Linked DNA regions of Mus musculus: region 1 is linked to region 2. Evidence: chromatin contacts called from public Hi-C data. All regions are on one chromosome and are shown on one strand. Each heading gives the region's core, a stretch centred on a gene start, on an enhancer-like site or on the middle of the called end of the contact. The rest is flanking DNA. Distances are from core to core; before and after follow the strand shown.

Evidence for each region. A called contact is a pair of places that touch in the nucleus more often than the background predicts.
Region 1: a contact with region 2 is called in a Hi-C map of uterus. The contact joins two enhancer-like sites. A contact is called at or near these places in 2 of 484 Hi-C or Micro-C datasets (muscle stem cells and uterus) and 3 of 115 datasets of contacts at active chromatin or transcription factors (fibro-adipogenic progenitors, heart atrium and pancreatic cancer cells).

What each region holds. Positions count from the first base shown.
Region 1 is chr7:130,956,436-130,961,896 of GRCm38.p6, forward strand. Htra1 (HtrA serine peptidase 1) reads left to right here. Exons shown (of 9, transcript NM_019564.3): 2 at 5,078-5,177. Among named protein-coding and RNA genes, the nearest start is that of Htra1, 23 kb to the left of the region's middle. Within about 2 kb of position 3,631, at least 47 of the 459 cell types and tissues checked have an H3K27ac peak or open chromatin away from gene starts, as enhancers often do. A contact at or near this core is called in muscle stem cells and uterus, where this site is marked.
Region 2 is chr7:130,675,771-130,681,281 of GRCm38.p6, forward strand. The region is part of intron 5 of Tacc2 (transforming, acidic coiled-coil containing protein 2); the gene reads left to right. Among named protein-coding and RNA genes, the nearest start is that of Gm39098, 33 kb to the left of the region's middle. Within about 2 kb of position 1,686, at least 29 of the 459 cell types and tissues checked have an H3K27ac peak or open chromatin away from gene starts, as enhancers often do. A contact at or near this core is called in muscle stem cells and uterus, where this site is marked.

The DNA.
Region 1 (5,461 bases), core at 2,381-4,880, 280 kb after region 2:
CCTCTCCTTCCATCACAGTATCACAGTGTTTCATGACATTCCCAGTCCCAAAGAACACCAAAGAGTTCCATTTGTCAAGCAGTGTTATACAAACAACTTGTCTGTGTCCTTACAGCATGGTAGGCATTAGGGAAAAACAATTACCTTTCACTCACTTCCCCTTAGCACTGTTTGCTATGAATAGAACACACACACACACACACACACACACACACACACACACACACACACACACACCCCTACCTCTTTGGTGACTTTCCTGGTTAGCTTCAGGTATCCACAGTTACCTGAGGGAGTCTTACTTGGGAGATTAGTAGTCAAATTGGTTTATGGGGCATTTTCTTAATTGCTAACTGATACAGGACCACCCATCCACTGTGGGCAATACCATTCCTAGGCAAGGGGTCCTGGACTGTGTAAGGAAGCTAGGAAGAACATGCCAGTAACCAGTGTCCTTCCATGGTTTTTTCTTGAGTCCTGCTCTGATCTCCTTGAATGATGGATTGGAACTCTAAGATGAGATAAACCATTTCCTCCTCAAGTTGCTTTTGGTTGTGGTATTTAATCACAACAGGAAAACAAACAAGACTAGCGACACTTGACCCTTCCAGTATTACAGACAAATTGAGTACGACTTCCACCATTACCAGTGTTGACTAATTTTTCTGTAATCTGTTCCTTTTATCAAAGCAACTGCCAGCAGCCTTACCTTGTAGAGATAGGGGGTCATCCAAGGAATGTGGTGACACAAAGTTTTAAAACTGTCTTCTCTTCTCCTTTCATATATATATATATATATATATATATATATATATATATGCATGAAAAACACTTTGCCCTTCCCTTAAGTGAAGGAATGTATCTACAGATTTGGACATCTGCTGAGGACCTGGAAACCCCTTCATCCCCCATCATTGCTGAGGGTCAGGTTGCTAAACCAGGGGCCCTGTTCTTTCCAGTAAGCATTCTGTAATGGGAACTGTGTGTTTCTCTCTTTGCTCCTAAAAGGAAGTTGTTGTAAGTGGCTAATTAAAAAAGGGAATGGATGGTGCATACTTTAAATTAATCACAGCACTCAGGAGGCAGAGGCAACCTTATCTCTATGAGTTTGAGGTCAGCCTGATCTACACAGTGAGTTCCAGGACAGCCATGGCTATGAAGAGAGACCTTGCCTAAAAAAATAAAAAAAAAAAAAAATAAGAGAAAGTGGTTGATAATACTGTCTGTAAACCCCCAGAGATGATGACTTACTTTTAAGGGTTCAACATTTATGAAGTGGTGTGCCTATTAGTTTATAACGGAGAAAGGCAGACCATTGCTTTTTAGGATTGAATTCTGGCAGCCATGAGCTCATAAAGCTATAAGAAATTGTTGGCTGTACTTAATGGGCCATTTGTTGTGTTAAAATCAGTAATACTAAATATTTATTAGCCAAGTGGAAAGATTTATCTCTGTAAATTGCTGTGACTCATCTTTCCGCTTGCTGATTCTGGTTATTTAGATTATTTTTGTTTAAAAATGAAGTCCTGTTGTAAGCCATTCAGTGTTTCCTGTCTGAGACTTGCTATGTATAATACCAGTCTTTAATGTTGACATACATTTTAGAAGTAGGTTATCATTTTCTACTAAAACTCCTTAGGTTTTCTATGGATGTGTATTTTAATCTACACATCCACTGGGGGGAATTGAAAACTTAGCAGCATTGAGCCCCAAGACTGCAGGTCTGGTATTTTTCTGCATTTAAGTCTCATTTAACTTGTTTTGGAGCATTCAAGGGACAGTTCTTACACAACCTTGTACTATTTTCCCCAAGTATTTTTTAAATACTTTTGATGTCATTATGGTATTTGTAAGTTTTTTGCTATAATTGTTTATTGCTAAATACACAAAATCTAATGGATTCTGTGTATTGACCTGTTTTCCTACGGCACCACTAAATTCACTTCTCCTGGCATTTTATTTTTATATTCCTAAGAGTTTTCTAGAAAGACCATCATATCATTTGCAAATAAAGGCAGTCTTTATGTTTTCCTTTCTAACCTCCATGATTCTAATTTTCCTCTCTTGCCTCTTTGTATGTGGGCCATTGCCACAGGGCAGCCAGTTCCAGCTCTGTGATCGGTATAGCCATGGAACAATAAGAAAGGGCCAGGCTCAGCCCCACAGTCTTTCATCTTTGTAACTTGCAGGCTAAGGGAGCAAGGCGGGATGGGGAGTGGGGAGTGGGGGTGGGGTCATGCTCCTGGACTTGCCTTCTGATGGGTCTTTCCATTGCGGTCGAGTGCCCATCTGGGTTACAGTTTGGGCTCGATCACATACTGACCTCTGGCCTCTTCTGCAAAGCTGTGGGGGGTAACTTTGTGAGCCAGGAAATGGGTACCGGTTGTGATCAGAAAAATGAGCCTGTTCTCACATCTACCCATCAGCCAGTGCAGCAGTGGCCATAGTGATGCTGTTGGAAGCTCCAGAACTACTTGAGTTTGCATAGGTTGCACCTCGGCCTTCCTCCTCTCCCTGTTGTTTCATTGATGTCCAAAGCACTCGCATCTGCCAGAGTCTCCTGACCAGCCATTCTCTCCTTAAACTATACTCTGTGGCTTCATCAGGTCCTCCCTGGGATGGGCTCTTCATTCTCATCCTGTAAAGCAAGCACTAAGCCCTGTGCTCTTATCCTCACATTCTTTTCTGACAAGGGATTAAGCATAGAGGAGTAGAGTCTGGTGATGTGGCTGAGGCCACACAGTAGTGGGTGCGGTGCCCAGAGCTATAAGTGACCATCAGAGATCAGAGCTAGTGTTTGGTGTTCTTCCCTTGATGAGGGCTCTGGATGCAGCTTTGGTAGAGCCAGCCTGGCTTCACCTATGGAGTGGGTGTCTTTGTGTGGGTTGACCATTCTATAAAGAGGTCAGAAGCAGGGCCACCAGAGTGTCTGCGGACACAAGGAGGCTGTAACAGTCACCCCCTCCGGATAAGTGAAACAGGGCAGGGCCCCTAATTTGCTGCCTTTACATCTAAAGATGCTCTGAAAGTACAGGTGCAGAAATCACGAGTCTCTTCTCTTTGGGTTGACACTTTGTCGATCTTTGAGCAATTAGTGGGCATCCCTGTGCATAGTTTCTCTGTGGATGTCTACTAGGTGATAGCGGTGGAAGTCAGCAGCTAGCTTGTCACTGTCCTCTTCCCTGCTCCTTCTGCCCCAACTAGCCAATGGACGAGCCCTGTATCAATCTCCAGAGCCACATACCCTGTTTTGATGCCTCCTGTCATGCTAATAGGACATGGAGACTAACCTGTGGACTGAGGATGGGCCTCAGCCTTCACGTGCCTAGGCCAGATCCTTCTTTGTAGCTTTCTTGGTGGACCGACGTTGGAGCTGCTTTGCCTTCTGTGTCTGAGAAAGGTACCTGCTTCTCATTGGAGCCTGTAAATCCCAAATTTATGTTCACCCCGGTGTGGGCAGATCATCTTAAGCCTATTTCAGCACACCAGAAAGAAGAAGAAGACATGAGTTAATTATTCTTCAAGGCAGGAATCTCACAGCTGGTGGTTTCAGAATACCACGAGCCCTCTGGTTGGGAGCCAGCTGGAGTTAAACCTCTACTTGGTCCTTGTCCCAGGAAGCCCAGATACACTTGTTTACAGCTGTCTCTCAGTGATGTTTGCCAGACTCTGCTCAGGAGGAACGTTTCCACTGCCATAGTGCGTTCTGTCTTTCATTTGGGTGTTCAGGGGGACGCGCCTATTCATCACAACTCCCTAGGAACCTGGGAGAACTGTGGTGGTTTGAATGATTTCCCCCACCCCACCCCCACCCGGGATGCTCTGGTATTTAGCACTTGGTTCTCAGTTGCTGACTGTGCTTGGGAAAGCTTAGGTGGTATAGGCTTGCTGGAGGAAGTACTGTCACTGGGGGAACGTCACCGGGGGTAGGCTTTGAGCTTCCCAGCACTCCCAGTTTGCTCTCTCTGGTTTGTACTTGTGGTTAAGGATATGAGCTCTTAGTTTCCTGTTTCTGCCTCCACCACCATAGTGAACTCTTATCTCCCTGGAGTGTAATCCCAAATACACGTTTCCTTCTAAGAGTTAAAAGAGCCTTGGTCATGGCAGCTTTTCACAGCAGCAGAAAGTAACGGATGCAGCTCTGTGTGATGCCTCTGCAGAAGTGGAAATGGGATGCATTAGATGAAACTACAGCCTCGGGGGTGGATCCCAGATCTTCCTGTTATTTACGTGTGTCATTAAGACCATTTAGTATCCATGGAGAAATCCTGGCCTCAGTTTCCCCAAATATAGCATGGTAGCAATGCTCATTTTCAAAGTCTGCAACAAAGTAGAAAATTAAAAGGCTGTGAAAGCAGACTTAATAAGGTGATTCTGCCATGGATTTGTCAAGTTGGTTTGTCTCCCTAAAAGTTGCAGTCCTTTCCCTGAACCTGGGAACATCATCACACCATGGGAAAAGAGATCAGAGTTTGTGGCTGTATCAAGCAGCTTCGGGTGGGGAACTGGGCGGATGGAGGCTCCCTTCCTTTCAGTATAGGAAGCTGGTCCCTGCATGTCCCTGTGCTCAGTTGCATCCAGTTGGAGTCCTGCAGACCCTGATAGAACAAGAATAAGTCACAGATGCCCTGGAGCTTTTGGGGGAGCCTGGGGACATGCAGCTGTGATGGGTCACAAGAGGACTGGAAAGGTCCCAGTTCTTACACAAAGCCCAGAGCCTAGGGAATGATTCCCCTTCCACAGAGAGGCGCGCGCGCACATGTGTGCGTGCATGCGTGCATTTATGTATGTGTGTGCATGTGCAGATGTGTGTATGCGTGCATATGCTTGTTATGTGTGATTACATAAATGCGAATATGTGTCCATATGCTCATGTATGTTCTACACATGTGAGTATACACACATATATGGAAGTGCTTGTATGTGTATGAGTTTGTGTGCTTGAGTTAGTCTGCATGTCTGTAAGTGTGTGTTGATGCTTTAATGCATTTTTGGCTCCCTCTATCCCACGTCTTGTTCCAGGCCTCAGCACAGGCTCAGTAGCACTAAACTGTCTCATCTCTGCCTTTGTCCTCAGGGCAGGAAGATCCCAACAGTTTGCGTCATAAGTACAACTTTATTGCTGATGTGGTGGAGAAGATCGCCCCGGCTGTGGTTCACATTGAACTATATCGCAAGTAAAGAGGCCTGCCCTGTTCCCTCACTAAGAAATAGCACTAGAGCTGCTTCTGAAGCACATTAAAGTGTCAGGAATGTCACTGGGCAGATTCTTGGGTTACGATCAAGTTCTCTGCCTTAGGGAAAGTTCCCTATTTAGACCTATAATCTTGGCCCTTTCAGCATTTTAATAACTTCTAGCTCTGAAGTGATTCCCAGGGAATATTTCCTAAGTGGAATATTTTTTGATGCATTCCAAAAAGTAGCTTAGCGTTATTTTTAAAATGTTAAATGCTTGCTACAA
Region 2 (5,511 bases), core at 436-2,935:
ATTTACCAAAGAATATTGAAGATAGGCCAGGCAGTGGTGGCTCATGCCTTTAATCCCAGCACTTGGGAGGCAGAGGCAGGCGGATTTCTGAGTTTGAGGCCAGCCTGGTCTACGAAGTGAGTTCCAGAACAATCAGGGCTATATAGAGAAACTCTGTCTCGAAAAAACCAACCAACCAAACAACCAAACAACAACAAAAAACAAAAGAAAAAGAATATAGAAGATAAAAAGTAATGTTCTATTTATCCAACCCATAGTGCCTTCTTCCTTTTTTTTTTTTTTTTGGTTTTTCGAGACAGGGTTTCTCTGTGTAGCCCTGGCTGTCCTGGAACTCACTTTGTAGACCAGGCTGGCTTCGAACTCAGAAATCTGCCTGCCTCTGCCTCCCGAGTGCTGGATTAAAGGCGTGCGCCACCATGCCCAGCTTGCTGATATCTTAATAGTATTGTTTGTGCTAATGTGACACTGTTACTGACTCCATATTGATACATTCTTGTTAACTGAAGTCTCCATTACCGGGTGTTCTGTAGTTTGTCTTTAATGACCTTTCTTGTCCCAGATGTCACTCAGAACACTGTTGCCTTTAGTCTCCCTACATGCCCCTTGGTTGTGGCAGTTTTCATTCCTGTCTTATTTGGTGACCTTGATAGTTGGAACAGTTCTGGACAGAGTGCCACTCAACTGGAACTTGGTTGATGTCCTTCTTATGGTTAGACTGCAGCCATGAGTTCTGAAAGAAGATGAAGGGTTTAAAGTATCACTTTTTTTTTCTTTTTTCTTTTCTTTAAACGAAGGCTGGAGAGATGGTTGAGCAGTTAAGAGCACTGGCTACTTCTGTAGAGGCCCCCAAGTTCAGTTCCCAGCGCCCACATACTGGCTCACAACTGTCTCTAACTCCAGTTCTAAGACATCTCCCACCCTCTTCTGGTCTCTGTTGGCATTGCATACACATGCTTCACTTAACGTGCAGACAAAACATTCACAAACACAAAATAAAATAAGTCAGTCCCTTGTTTTAAATGTAAAGCACATGTTCCAGGGTTTATTTGGAGGCCAGAGGACAGCTTTTTGATGCTGGGTTTCACTTTGCACCTTTACGTGGGTCCCAGGGATTAAAGCCAGGTGGCCAAGCTGGTACGGTAGGCACATTTGCCCTGCTGAGCCAGCTCTTGGGCCTAAAGGTATCATTTTTATAAAATGGAGGGTCCCAGTGTCAGCATAGCTGATGGCTATTGGTGTTGACTTGGCTGGCTGGCTGGCTGGCTTCCCTCGACTGCCCTACAGTTTCTGGGAGGGTGTCGTGTGTGCTTCCCCACTGCAGGGCGGGGAGCTATTCTCCCTTCTGCTGGGGGGTGAGGCCTCCATAAGTTATTTATGATCCGTTTGCATGGGAGGCTAGTCTTTTCTCCCCCACTTACTAATGTATTCAATCACTTATTTATGTCCGTGTGGACTCAGGGGTATTTATTTTATACTTTGGGCCCTAATCCAAGGCTGCTGTATTTCGTTGCACACAGCTTTAGCCCTGGGCTTCCTTGCCTGTCTTTTAAGTACCCAGAAGCCCCTGGGCAGAACAGTGATGTGATCAGATTTGCATTTTTAAAAGGCCTTGGTAGCCGCCTGTCAGAGAGGCAGGCGCTTGAGGATTGATGGTTGATGTGCCCTGAGGCTTTATAACCTGGCTCAGCTGCATAGGCCGTGGACCTGCTGGGCTCCCATCGCCTGTGTGAGGGTGCCCTCCATCTCTCTGTTTCCATGTTGTTAGTTATAAGGCCAGTGCCTGGATGCAGGCGTCCATGTAAATCACGCCTTTCTCCATCTGATGAGTCCTTGGTTGGGCCAACTCTAGTTTCAACAGTACACAAATTAGCACTTCATTTCGTTGAGATGGAAGGTTTGAGTCACCGGCCTGGCCAGAGCCTGAAGTTCGTTTGGCTCCAGGATAGAGGTTAGATCCCTGCTCTGTCAGGGCCAGCTGCCTCCTGTGTTTTCATGAGGTCCAGGCAGCCACAGGCCCCACGGCTGGGGCTTTGTTCTCCATGTTAGGGCTTGGAAGGGGCAAGCCAGCAGTGAGACCCGGAAAAGGCACATCTCATTAGCTCTGCGGATGCTCAGTTACTGCTTGCCTGCTGGGCGCCTTCTGCAGCTCCCCACTTCTGGAGGCTGCTGTGGACATTCAGTTACAACCCCACACTCCAGGCAAATAGCTTGCTCCCCCGTTCCCTTGGACCCACTGGTGATCATTTGGCCACACACTTGTGGAGAACAGATGTGTCTAAGGAGAGGGGAAAGGGAACCCACATAGAGAGGACTTGGCGCTCTGCTGAACAAACCCTCTTGAAGCCACAAGCTCCTCCTGGGAGAGAGATGGTGACTGCTACATCACACTTCTGGCCACACTACTGTCTCCTCCAGCATGGCCCTCCTGAGGCCTTTCCCTCACCTTGCTGTGCTGTCGGGAGAGCTGTGAGAGGCTAGAGATGCAAGGTGAAAGCCCTCCTTCATGGGAGGACAGCCCGAGCCAGCATTACAGACCTTGGGCCAAAAGCTTGGTATGTTGACACATAGGCCCAACCAACTACCACCCCTGACCTCTCACTGTCCCTTCTGGGGACATCCATTTCTTAAGGTTAGTGGCTTGGAAACCTGGTTTAGGACTACTTACATGAACAGGCCCAGAGGAAGCAGTCTGGAGAGCCTGTTCAGCTCTCTCAGGGATAAAGCTGGCTCCTCAGTGTCAATGCAGGGGGCCCAGAGAGCAGTGCACTATGGGAAATGCTGCCCTGAACCACAGCCTGTGGACTTGCCAAGCTTTCTGATAAACTGTTCCCATGTGGTCCAAATAGCTTCCATCCCTCTACCGAGGCTCGCCAAGACTCCAGAGCTTTTCCAGGGCAAGAGGAGGACAGGGCTTTTGCTTCTCTCCTAAGCCGAGACTGGAGCTGTGTGGGAACCACCGTGTGGCCTCACACTCAGCCCCTCTGCCAGCGCCCCACCCCGGGAATTCATTTTGTAGGTAGAGTCTTTCTTTTTTTTCTGTTTTTCAAGATTTATTTATTGTTATATGTAAGTACACTGTAGCTGTCTTCAGACACACCAGAAGAGGGCGTCAGATCTCATTACGGATGAGTTGTGAGCCACCATGCAGTTGCTGGGATTTGAACTCAGGACCTTTGGAAGAGCAGTCAGTGCTCTTAACCGCTGAACCATCTCTCCAGCCCCTGTAGGTAGAGTCTTGATTAGATTTTCTGTTGGTTGTTATTATAATGAAATACCGAAGGCAGGGTAACTTTATAAAGAAGAGGCATCTATTTAATTAACCAGTTTGGAGGCTGAATATCCAAACAGGAAGGCATGGTGTTGGAAAGCATGTCTCCAACTCCCTTGGGTGCTTCTTTCACCACAGAGATCCCATGCAAGAGTCTGTCTAGTCTCTGTCCAAGACTTAATCAGATTAATATCTGAACCTCAGGACACCCCAAAGTTACCATCTCTAAATCAATTTCCCCTTTCTTCACCCTTAACTGTGACTTAGAGGATGAAGCACCTGTGTGAGTTTGTGGGGACTGATCAAAGTATACACCAACAATGGCGGACCTGCATAATCTTTTGATGTCGGGAAAGGCTGGGTTGTTGGGGACGAGAGACTCTGTCGGCTAGACCCTGTGCCCTCCTGACCGGGGTCTACTCCAGTGCTCCATAAGCCAAGTTCCAGCCATCGCTCTGTACTGAGATCCTCTGTTCCATGGCATCCTGGGCACACAACACACAACATCTCCTTCCCTCTCACAGAGACAAACACAGGCAGCCACCCAGGCTCTCTGGCTCCTGCTTCATTTCTTATACGTGAGCAGGGAGCTGCTACGTACCGAGGTTTTGCTGTGTGCGTCTGCTTTCACTAAGTAGGTCCATCTCAGTGGCTTCATCTGGAGGCTCGGGGCAAAGGGAAGCTTTGCTCCCTCTTGAGAAGGAAGGGGTAGAGTCCAAAGCAGCTCTGTCTCTCTGGGTGGAATCCGTTGGGGGAGAGAATGGTCTTAGGACCCCTCCCCTGCCACTGCTCCCTTCTTCTGAGAGGGGATGGAAGGTGGGACTGGGAGCACAGCACCCCCTGCTCCTGATGGTGGAGCACAGCTGGAGGAGAGCTGTTGAATTTCTACCCTGCGTCCCTCTGGGCTGGATTCCGAGGTTCTAGAATAGCCTGGAAGGGAATCGTCGACCTCCCCATCTATCTATCCATCTACCCACACATCCGTCCGTTTATCCACTCATCTATCCAGCTACCCACAGATAAACCTACCCAGTGATTTAGCAGCCGTATCCTACTTGAATCTGTGCTACACTCTGGTATCAAACTTGGAAGTCACCACTTGTGCCTCAAGCCAGGTCCAGCTGCTTGTCTTCAATAAGCCCACTAAAAGAGTCAAACTAAAAGTAGAAAGCAAAAATAAATAAATAAATAAATAAATAAATAAATAAAAATAAAAAAAAAATAATAATAGAGATTTATTCAACTTAGCTGCATTGAGAAGAGAGACAAGAGATCCAGTGAGCCTCTCTACCCCACCCCAAGCCTTTGGGATCCTGAAGTGAGATTACAGTTTAAATACAGGCCCTAGCACATGGCTTATGAGCAGTCCCAGTCAAGGTCCTGCCCACGCAGACCCATCACTGTCTGGGCTTCATTTTCATCCTGTATGGCGTCTGACAACAGAGCTGTGTAAAATACGACTCTGGGAGGCAAGCTTCCCTCCTCTGGCACTCTCCTGTCAGCCGTTCCTGGGAAACCTCATCCCCCGGAGCCTTAGTAGCCTGATAGACTGACAGGGTGTGTCTTCAGAATACCTCCATGTCTTCCAGGCCAGCGACAGCTCTAGGATGTGGAATAGGGGAGGCGTGTAGAGCTAGAGAGACCAGTTCCTTGGTCTATTTCTGATCTGTGTGACACTGGATGAGTTACCCGACCACTCTGAGCCTACGTTTACCTAACTTTAAAGTGAGGGTCGTAGTAACCATCTCGTGAGGCTCAATGTGATAATCAAATATCTATGAAGCAAATAGCTCAGAGGGGTCCATAGTGTGATCCGGTTCTTGGTGAGGGCCAAGGGCGAAGAAAGGCAACCCGTGCCGTCACTGAGGGTGTGGAGCAGCCTACAGACTGCAGCAGAGATCAAGCCAGAGAGGCTTGATGGAGGGTACCTAGGTCATGGGCATAGTTGCAGGTTAGCTCCGGAATGGCGGGAGGATTGTAGTTGACCTTGGGGGTCACTGGGACCCAATATGTTGAGAAAGGAAATCTGTCTATTCTCTTCAGGCAAGGGAGAGATGGGGTGGAATTTAATTCAGGGTGGTTTCTGGTAGGAGGATAGATGGAAAGGCGCTGTCAGAGGTCAGAGGATCATGTGGCTGTCACCATGGTCCAGGTAGGAGACAGTGCTGGCCTGAACTATGGTGGTAGCTATGTGCTAGAGAGGGCCTGAGTTTGTCTCATGGCTCATTTCCTCATTCACCCAT